2 separate regions of the Zea mays genome follow, and region 1 is linked to region 2. Evidence: chromatin contacts called from public Hi-C data. All regions are on one chromosome and are shown on one strand. Each heading gives the region's core, a stretch centred on a gene start, on an enhancer-like site or on the middle of the called end of the contact. The rest is flanking DNA. Distances are from core to core; before and after follow the strand shown. Region 1 has its middle 110 kb from the start of LOC100284697. Region 2 holds the start of LOC100283771 (antigenic determinant of rec-A protein).

Evidence for each region. Hi-C and Micro-C count contacts between places; a contact is called where the count stands out from the background.
Region 1: a contact with region 2 is called in a Hi-C map of tassel, with 3 times the contacts expected there. The contact joins the enhancer-like site here to the promoter of LOC100283771 in region 2. A contact is called at or near these places in 2 of 25 Hi-C or Micro-C datasets (bundle sheath and tassel).

The regions. Positions count from the first base shown.
Region 1 is chr5:81,257,741-81,263,048 of Zm-B73-REFERENCE-NAM-5.0, forward strand. No RefSeq gene overlaps it. Among protein-coding and RNA genes, the nearest start is that of LOC100284697, 110 kb to the left of the region's middle. Within about 2 kb of position 3,106, at least 18 of the 20 cell types and tissues checked have an H3K27ac peak or open chromatin away from gene starts, as enhancers often do. A contact at or near this core is called in bundle sheath and tassel, where this site is marked.
Region 2 is chr5:80,905,224-80,910,633 of Zm-B73-REFERENCE-NAM-5.0, forward strand. It overlaps LOC100283771 (antigenic determinant of rec-A protein), which reads right to left and starts at 2,023. Exons shown (of 1, transcript NM_001156670.2): 1 at 256-2,023. The coding sequence starts at 1,809. The coding sequence ends at 535. LOC100277544 (antigenic determinant of rec-A protein, mRNA) reads left to right here and starts at 2,244. Exons shown (of 2, transcript NM_001327758.1): 1 at 2,244-5,410. The coding sequence starts at 2,275.

The DNA.
Region 1 (5,308 bases), core at 1,856-4,355, 350 kb after region 2:
AATATATGAGGTCGTGTATGCGCGTGGAGGTTATCAAACTCGACGGTAAAGAAGACAAGGAACAGTGCAGCGATATAAGGGGCTTTTCTTACCTTGCAGTAGACCTTTCCGTTAGGCCACAACGGCGTATATGCCCTTGCAGTATGATCTCTCTCAAGGGTATGCCCTTGCGATTGTGTATAATCCGGTGACGTGATCTTCCTCAAGGGTATGCTCTTGAGGTCTTTGGAACCAGTTTCTCTCTAAGGTATGCCTTAGAGAGAGGTGATTGCTGAAGAATTTGTTGTTGATGAAACGCTACAGCAGGTTGATGGAGCTCTTCTCGCGATGTGACGGTGCCCTTTTTTTTGTAGCGGGAGAACGCAGCAGCCTGAGCGGAAACGATGTGAGCAGCAGACTAGTCTATCAGCCTGACGTCGATTCCTGATCTCAGCAGCCTGGTGGTCCTTTTTTTGTCTACCCCCTGTAGCCTGACGGTGACCTCTTATTTATAGGCGCAGACGCGCTGCAGACATCGTGGCCGTGCAGTGCAGTTGGCGTGCGGCGTGCGCGGAGACGTGCAGTCAAATCGTGGTCGTGTCTTCGTGACTCGAGCGGAAGAAGGAAATATATAAATTTAAATTTTATCTGGTGTGCATGCGGGGTGGAGGATTGTGCAAAATGACAACTGCTCATTCACGTACATGAGACATGACGGATCATACGCGTGAAAATGGGTGCAAGCCGCCTGACGTGCGTTGACTGTGAGCCAACTGAACCGTGCTCTAATTTGCTTCTTCTTTCTTTTCGTTTCTTTTTTGTTTCTTTTTTATGTATTTTTGTTTTATTTCTGTTTTCTTTGGCCGCACGTATCTTATTTCCTCTTCTTTCTTTTTCTTTTTCTCTTTCTCTTTTTTTTCTTTCATTTTATTTATTTTAATATATTATATATTATTGTTATTATTATTTTAGAGAAGACTACTTTGCAGTATTTAACTATATATGTATATAAAAGTAAGTTGAAATTTTTATTGGCTCTATTTACACTTACGACGAACGGTCATTTGCATGTCATATTTCCCGCCATTTGTTTATCTAGCTAAATAAATTTGTATTTAGCCGGCGCTATATATGTCATATTCTATGGGGAATGTTTATTGGCCATATATTTACATTGGTATATTTTTTATTCCATACATATTTCAATATTTTGAAGTGCTAAACTTTTAGAGCACAAGGAGATTAGAAGCCATGGCTACTTTAAATATTCATATATTATTTATAGAACATTTGCTTATTTCATATGAATCAAAATTTAGTGGTCACATGAATCAAAGTTATTTAGCCCACATAGCATATATTTTGATGAGGCCAAAATCCATGTCAACAATAAACAAGTCTTTGTCAATTGTTTTAGTGAAGAGAGTAGGGTCAGTTTTTCTGATTTTAAAACCATTAGTGATAAGAAAGTCTCTTAGGCATTCATACCATGCTCTTGGGGCTTGTTTGAGCCCATAAAGCGCCTTTGAGAGCTTATAAACATGTGTAGGATACTCATTGTCTTCAAAGTCGGGAGGTTGCTCAACATACATCTCTTCCTTGATAAGACCATTGAGGAAGGCACTTTTCACGTCCATTTTATATAAGATAACTAAGTTAACTTAGATTATCCCCCGTTAGAATTTATCTAGCTTTATAGATTCTATCTTATCTTATCCTAACCACTTTGCTTATTCTCTCCTAGTGAAACAACCATTATCTAGTACAAATTAATTAGATCCTATTTGGTCTAATCTAGTCATGCCAAACTAATCTAGATCTTATCCAATCTAATGTGAGTCACTTAACAAGTTCACACTAGTGAAATAAACTGGATCCTACTCCTATGAACCTTGTTCTCCCCTAATGCACTTAAACCTAAACTAGTGCCTTAGACCAACTCGACCATGAACAACAACTTGAGCAACATAATAGGTTACATAACCTATCCAACCAATCTAGAAGCAAACAACCAAACCAGAATCTCACTAATCTCATTTAACTCATAGCCACCTACTAAACTAGCTGCTCTATCCACTAAAGTGTTACTTACAAATCTATCTTAACCTCTAGTCCCTAACCCGGATGAAGACACCAAAGCTCGAGAAGGAAAATATCAACCTCGTTAAGGAAGAATAGGAGTCAAGCCAGACCCCCAAAGGGAGCTAGATCCACAATCTTGGATGGAGTCTTTCCTTACCCTATTCTTTCTTACCCAAACCTATCTATGCTTTAAAGACATCTTTTATCCTACATAATAAAGTGGCTATTCCTATATATACCCATGCTGTCCTAATCACCTGATAATTTATGATATAGACTAAAAAATATCTTTTGGTATTAAAACCAATTAGAAACTGAAACATAGACTACAAACCAAACAAGTTGCATCCCCTTTCGTACAAATCTTGAGGACGAGATTATTTTTAAGGCGGTAGAATTTGTAACACCCAAAATTCTATTTTGTGATTTATAAAGGTTTCTCCAAATGAATTGAATTAAAATGTCTTCTAATAATGATTTCCTTCCTTTATAAAGTATATCTCTCTAAATGATTTAATAATAACTTGCTATTCAAAACTTAGAAAAAGTTAAATAAATCATGGTGGAGATTTTATATCTCCTAAATTAAGTAAGCAATGAATATTGAGGTTTGGACGAACCTTTAATTTAATCATACATCCAAAATAGTATTTCCTAATAATGTGTGTTCCATAAATTAAGGATTTGCCTAAACATATAAAATAAACATGACATGTACCTCATACTGGATATTTTGATTGTTGCATCTTAAAACTGAAACTTCAAATTCCCATTTGAATTATGAGTTTGAACTTGAAATTAAAAGGAGAATAGAAAATAAAACAGAAAATAAATAAAAATAGAAAAGAACCTTATCTAGGCCTCCTGGGCTGATATACCCGCATGGGTCCACTCCCCCCTTCATATGTGGACCCTAGTCCCCCACGCAGGCCCACTAATCTCCGCGGCTCGATCCCGGTTTCCCACTGCGCAGCCCACTTCTGCAACTCCCTCCCACCGCGTGCGCTCGGTCACTATCCGCAGGGCCGGTATGTCAGTTAACTCCCTAGTTCACTTATTTGTGGGCCCCTGTGGTCAGTCCCTTCTTCTCTTCATAATCTCGCACGCGCCACACCATAGCTGCCTCCCCGCTTCCTCGGGGTTCTGTTGCAACAACTCATGGATCTCGCAACCGACCTTCTCGGCTCGGACTCGCCCTCCCTCGACGCATATATGGGTCGAGCCGTGACCCCTGTGCCCAATTGTGCGTCACCATGTCTGAGAAATAGAAAGGACAGGGGACAGCCCGCCGTCATTGCGATCTGCTCCCTGGGCCGTATGTCCTTGACGGATGGCACCAGCGGGATCACTAGGGACCCTAGTACTTGGGCAAAGGAGTTGCCGACACCGGGGATCGCTGGAGTCGCGAGAATTGCTCGTTGTTGCTTAACTTCATCGACAATCCCCAGCGCGCCGTGGCCGTCAAGAATTTCCCTGTGAATTCCGGTGAGAGCCTTTTCCGCAGCTTCCCCATGTCCCCAATTCGGTATAACATTATTTTTATTAGGAAATTGAGTTCCCGGGCGGGCGGGCTGCCGTTCTAGCCATGGCGCCGTTGCGGCGCTGGCGTCTCTTCCTGCTTTCGGCTGGGGGTGTGTGTGTGAGGGAGAGGGAGATCTGACCGTTAAATCCGATCACGGAGGGACATGGATCCACCGTTGGATCGTGGTGAACGGCAGGGATTAGCTTGTCATAGGTGTCCAGCCGAAGTCGATCAGAACCGTTGATCGAAAAGCACGTGATCGAGGTTAGCTCCGGGCACTTTAAATCTGGTCCGTTGATTGCTTGTTGGGCGGTCACAATTAAATCAGAAGCGCGTCCCTCGTCTGTGTAATCAAAGCCGGTGATTGGGTGATGGACGGTCAAAACTGGGTCTCGGTTATTTAAAACACTAGGCGACGGATCTCGATCCGATGGCTACCTTTGAATACCGATTCGCATTAAGGGCAATTCTAACCTGGTCGTGGGATCTGATCTGGACGACCAGAATCATCCAATACCCCTTCGCCATGCACTTTGACATATGAGACCCTATGCTTTTCACAAACTAACATGTTGTCCTGTGCTCAGTAATGGGACCCTCGGGTTAGGTTTCGAAATTGCAAACCAGTCCCTAGAAATTTGAAGAAACGCCCCTAGAAGTAATCTTAATATAAAATTTATACTTAAAATATCCCTAAAACTTGTTTAATTCATATTTTGTTCATTTTAACTCCGATTTAGTCTGTTCTAGTTGCATTAACTTTGTAATAATATTGCATAAGCTTTTGTAACGATATTTTATCAGATAATATGTTTGTAAAAATAAATATGCATTTAACCTATGTCTAATAGATTAATCCTTCTAATCAAAGTTAATCCGTCAATAATTATAATCTGACTAAAATATGATTTCCAATTAAGATATAACTTAAATTAGTTATTTCTTTAATATCTTTTCTCACTTGATTTTTATTAATCAACATATAATATAGTGTTAGTGTTTAAACACCTTAAACTTTAGAAAACTATATCTTTTGAACCATAACCCTGATTTTAATACTTCTCGAACCTACAATCTCGTAGCATCACATAGAAGATTCTTACGCCATTTGTTCTCATGATTGTTGTATTGTTATTTTTATGTACTCTTTGTTTATTTGTATGTTTTGCTACGAGTAGCGGTGATGTCACGGGAATCTGAAGACTAACTTGGTACCTAGAATCTCGAGTCCCAGGCAAGTTGTGTCCTTGATCACTTTTTTTACCTAATAATGTTCCTGTTAATCAATGTGACATGCTCAGGTTAATTTTATGGGACCCAATAGGTTTCCCTAGCATTGTTTATCCCTTACCTTGCAAACAGAAGCACTATTGGGTAGTTTTGCTATTGCTCCACCTAGTTTTGGGAAATTAATGTTATATTATGATCATGTTCTAGTTATACTGTTGTTTTAATTATTGTTCATGAGAAGATCATTGTGTTAATTGGAACATAGAGCGACCACCCGGGAAAACAGTGCTACCACAAGGGTGGTATGGGACACCATTGCTGACTAATTAGGAAAGCTAGTGGAAGACTACCTTACCTGAAAGGGGCAAGGGCGGTAGAGGAGCTACATATAGGGAGGTTCTCGGGTCGATTATGCTGTGATGTCTTTTCGGGCGTGGGATTCCTATATTGCCCTTCTCAGAAACCGTAGCGGGTTTTCAGAAGCTAGTAGAACTT
Region 2 (5,410 bases), core at 773-3,272:
AGCTAATACAATATATGCAAACTTTTGCTGCTTCTTTTAAAGCTACACTTCAGAATTTAATTGAAGAAACGGCATAGCTGTACTCAAATAACTTTCAAAAGTATACTCGGAAACGGTTGCAAATCATAAATCACATAGAAAAAAACATTGGAAAACTACTTTTACTAATTCTCAATTATGCTTTGGTGGTATTCTTTTAGTTGAGTCCTTTACCTTCATAACAACATCCAAAAATATGATAACATATCAAAATAATTGATTGGCAAATAATGCTGAAACTCATCAATACGGTTATTCTGGTCTAGTAACAAGCAAACATAAATGAGAGCATTTTCTCACAGATAGCCTTTCAGCAGTTACCGCGAACTAGAAACATCAAGATATCAAACACTGCTTCAACAGAAGATATTCCAGCACAAACAATAACAAGCACAGAAACTATTAAGAATCTAATCGACAGAGCTAGTACACTAGATCGTATAGCTTGTTTGCTTCAGTGATGATCCAGGAAAATGGAATGAATCACGTTGTATATCATGAGGATATCTTGCAAATGTCCTCGTATTCGACAGCCCTGAGAACCTTCCCATCATAGAGGCCTTTCTCAACCTGCACTTTTGCACAGAATTTCTCAGTGTCCACTGAAAGCAACCTGGCATTTGACCCCCGATAAGCCCCATTGACAATCCGCACAAGTCCACCAATCTGAGGGATCACGGTCTCAAGCTCATCTTGGTCGACCCTGAGAACATGCTTGCTCTCCAACATCTCAATCTCCCCAACATATTTATCAATAACTTTCTTCACCACCCCTTTCTGCTTGTAGTACCCCTTCTCTGCCAATGACTTGCTCATCACTTTGACCACAATCCCAGGGCACAGCCAGTAGTCCTTCCTATTGCTCCTCTCCTTGGCCTTCTCCTCCTCCTTCATCAGCTCGTCCAATGCTGACCTCTTTGCCTCTGCTGCCTTCACATCCTTTCCCATCTTCTTGGTCAACTCATTCTTCTCCTGGTCTCGGGTGCCTGAGCCATCCTCCTCATCAAAACCAAATTTCATCTTCGGCTTATCGTCAAAAGGATTAACCTTGGGCCCCGGCACAGCCTTCTGAAGCGCAATCGCAATCTTACCTGTTGCCTTATCTGCCTCTTTCGAGTCATCCTCCGGCTCCTGCTCATCATCATCCGAACCTGAATACTCTCCTTCACTGCCAGACTCAGGCTCGCCCTCGGCAGCACCACCACCATTGGGTTTAGCTAAGGACTTGTGCGCACGCTCAATCTGGCGGGCAATCATGCGCTCCTGGCGCTCGTCGTCAGCCATGTCTGACTTGATCCTCTTGCGCTTGAGGCGTTCCTTGACGGCCTGCTCCGAGTCACGGTCGATGTAGGTCATGAACCACCCCTTGGGCGTGTCCTCGACCTTACAGTACCCCTCGCGCCCCAGGAACTTGACGAACTCGGTGAGCGTGGCCCACCGCGTGGAGTTCATGTGGACGTGGTGCCGGTCGGCGATGTACTCGTTGTAGACGACGGTGGCGGCGACGCGGGAGTGGCGGTGCGCGCGGCGGATGAGGGAGAGGAAGGACTCGAGGAACTCCTCGGAGAAGCCCTCGACGACGCGGTCGGGGGCCATGCCGAACACCTGCATCTGCCTCTGGTGCGACTCCGACATGCAGTGGCACTTGAACCCGTTCTCGTCGCGGCACTGCTTCTGACACATCTGACAGTACCACCGCAGCTTCTGCAGCCCCTTCGCCTTGATCCGGTTTGCGATCGCCTTCGGCGTCAGGAACTCGTGCTTCCCCATCGTGCGGGAGAGGCCCTTGCCGCACAAGCAGGATGGGAATTACAGGTAGAAGAAGGGGGGAGCACGTTGGTCAAGGAGACGGACGCGAGGCGACGAGGAGTGGATTATTATTGTGGAGAGAGGCAGCGGCGGAGGCCGGAGAGGAGGCCGGCGACGGCGAGATTGGGGAGTGCGTGAACGGATTGGGGATCGATTGGATTGGGGCGAGGGCTTTGTTTTTTTTTGTTGCTTTTTTTGTTTTTTTATTAGACAGGCGAGGGCTTTGTTGGGACTTGGGAATAAGTCCAAGGCTAGCACCACAAATGAACGATCCGGATCGCGTAAACGATCAATCAACGGACGAGATCCAGCCACCGTGCCAGATTTTTCAACCCAACGCATGTGAAGGGCGCGCATCGTATCTTATCTTCACTCTCCGTCCACCAAAGCAAACCCTACCCGCTCCCTTCCCGCGCCGCCGCCGCCATGGACTCGATCGACGCAGATCTCGCGCGCACGCAAGAGGAGCGGCGCAGGATGGAGGAGGCGCTGGCGGCTGGCGCGCCCATGGCCGTGTCCTCCGTCACCTTCGACACCGACCTCTACGGCGGCGGGGGCGCCGACCCCAACCGCTTCGCGGGCTACGACACCTCCATCCCGGCCTCCGAGGACGACGCCGCGGAGGACGACGCGGAGGCCGCCAACCCTGCGCCGCGCCGCCTCGCGGCCTACACGGGCCACGCCATCGCCGCCGCCGACATCCCGCGGTCGGCCGACGACGACGACGGGCTGCCCAAGAGGTCCCAGCGCATCATCGACCGCGAGGACGACTACCGCCGCCGCCGCCTCAACCAGATCATCTCGCCGGAGCGCCATGACCCGTTCGCCGCTGGGGAGGCCACCCCGGACCCCTCGGTGCGGACCTACGCTGACGTCATGCGCGACGCGGCGCTGCAGAAGAAGAAGGAGGACCTGCTGAGGGAGATTGCCAAGAAGAAGAAGGAAGAGGAAGAGAAGGAGAAGGAGAGGAAGGCTGCCGCTCCTGAGCAGCCTGCCGCCACAACAAAGCGGCGCAACAGGTGGGATCAGTCGCAGGACGGCGACGCTGGTGCCGGTGCCAAGAAGGTGAAGACATCCTCGGACTGGGATGCCCCTGATGCGACTCCTGGGATTGGCCGTTGGGATGCCACCCCCGGACGTGTTGGAGACGCCACACCCTCCGTGAGAAGGAACAGATGGGATGAGACACCGACTCCAGGGAGGATGGCCGATGCTGATGCTACGCCTGCAGCTGGCGGTGCCACCCCTGGGGCTACTCCTTCTGGGGCTTGGGACGCGACTCCAAAGCTGCCTGGTGGTGTCACGCCAACCCCTGGTAAGAAGCAGAGATCAAGGTGGGATGAGACACCAGCAAGTATGGGGAGTGCAACCCCTGGTAGTCTTGGTGCTGCAACACCTGCTGGTTATACTCCTGGTCCAACGCCATTTGGTGCAGAGAACCTTGCCACACCAACTCCTAGCCAGATTGCTCGTGGACCGATCACTCCGGAGCAGTACCAGCTCATGCGGTGGGAGCGGGACATTGAGGAGAGGAACAGGCCTCTCACTGACGAGGAGCTTGATGCCATGTTCCCGCAGGAGGGCTACAAGATTCTTGAGCCCCCGGCTTCCTACCAGCCCATCAGGACCCCGGCAAGGAAGCTCCTTGCGACACCGACACCTCTGGGGACACCACTTTATGCTATTCCAGAGGAGAATCGTGGGCAGCATTTTGATGTGCCCAAGGAGCTGCCTGGTGGGTTGCCACTCATGAAGCCCGAGGATTACCAGTACTTTGGAACTTTGCTGAACGAGGAAGAGGAGGAGCAGCTATCGCCAGAGGAGCAGAAGGAGAGGAAAATCATGAAACTGTTACTCAAAGTGAAGAATGGCACACCCCCACAGCGTAAAACAGCACTTCGGCAACTGACAGACAAAGCCCGTGAATTTGGTGCAGGACCGTTGTTCAACAAAATACTGCCCTTACTCATGCAGCCAACACTGGAGGACCAGGAGAGGCATCTTTTGGTGAAGGTCATTGACAGAGTACTTTATAAGCTCGATGAGCTGGTCCGTCCTTTTGTGCACAAGATTCTTGTGGTTATTGAACCACTGTTGATTGATGAGGACTATTATGCTCGTGTTGAAGGCAGGGAGATCATCTCAAACCTTAGCAAAGCAGCTGGGCTTGCTACTATGATTGCTGCTATGCGACCCGACATCGATAACATTGATGAGTATGTGAGAAACACCACTGCTAGGGCGTTCAGTGTGGTGGCTTCTGCTTTGGGTATCCCTGCCCTTTTACCATTCTTGAAGGCTGTCTGTCAGAGTAAGAAGTCTTGGCAGGCTAGGCACACTGGTATCAAAATCGTCCAACAGATTGCTATTCTCATGGGCTGTGCTGTTTTGCCACACCTCAAGTCACTAGTTGAGATCATTGAGCATGGGCTGAGCGATGAAAACCAGAAAGTTCGTACAATTACTGCCCTTTCTCTTGCTGCACTTGCTGAGGCTGCTGCACCATATGGTATAGAAAGTTTTGATACTGTATTGAAACCTCTGTGGAAGGGTATCAGATCTCACCGTGGGAAGGTCCTTGCTGCCTTCCTAAAGGCCATTGGTTTCATCATCCCTCTTATGGATGCTCTGTATGCTAGCTACTACACAAAGGAGGTGATGCAGGTCCTCATTAGGGAGTTCCAGTCTCCAGATGAAGAAATGAAGAAAATTGTTCTCAAGGTGGTGAAACAGTGTGTCAGTACAGAGGGTGTGGAGGCTGATTATATCCGGAATGACATCCTTCCAGATTTCTTCAAGCACTTCTGGGTGAGGAGAATGGCTCTAGATCGCAGGAACTATAAGCAGCTTGTGGAAACTACAGTTGAGATGGCAAACAAGGTTGGAGTTGCTGATATTGTTGGGAGGGTTGTTGAGGATCTGAAAGATGAAAGTGAGCCCTACAGAAGAATGGTGATGGAAACAATCGAGAAGGTGGTAGCCAACTTGGGTGCATCAGATATTGATGCTCGTCTGGAGGAGCTGCTTATTGATGGTATCTTGTATGCTTTCCAAGAGCAGACTAGTGATGACGCAAATGTTATGCTAAATGGTTTTGGAGCTGTGGTTAATGCACTTGGACAGAGAGTTAAGCCCTACCTTCCTCAGATTTGTGGTACTATCAAGTGGCGATTGAACAACAAGAGTGCAAAAGTTAGGCAGCAAGCTGCTGATCTGATCTCCAGGATAGCCATAGTAATGAAGCAGTGCCAGGAGGAGCAGCTTATGGGTCACTTGGGTGTTGTGCTGTATGAGTACTTAGGAGAGGAGTATCCTGAGGTGCTTGGTTCAATTCTTGGAGCCTTGAAGGCTATCGTCAATGTCATTGGTATGACTAAAATGACTCCACCAATCAAGGATCTTCTTCCTCGTCTGACCCCCATTCTTAAGAACAGGCATGAGAAGGTCCAAGAGAACTGCATTGATCTTGTTGGTAGGATTGCTGATCGTGGAGCAGAATTTGTGCCAGCAAGGGAATGGATGAGGATTTGTTTTGAGCTGCTCGAAATGTTGAAGGCTCATA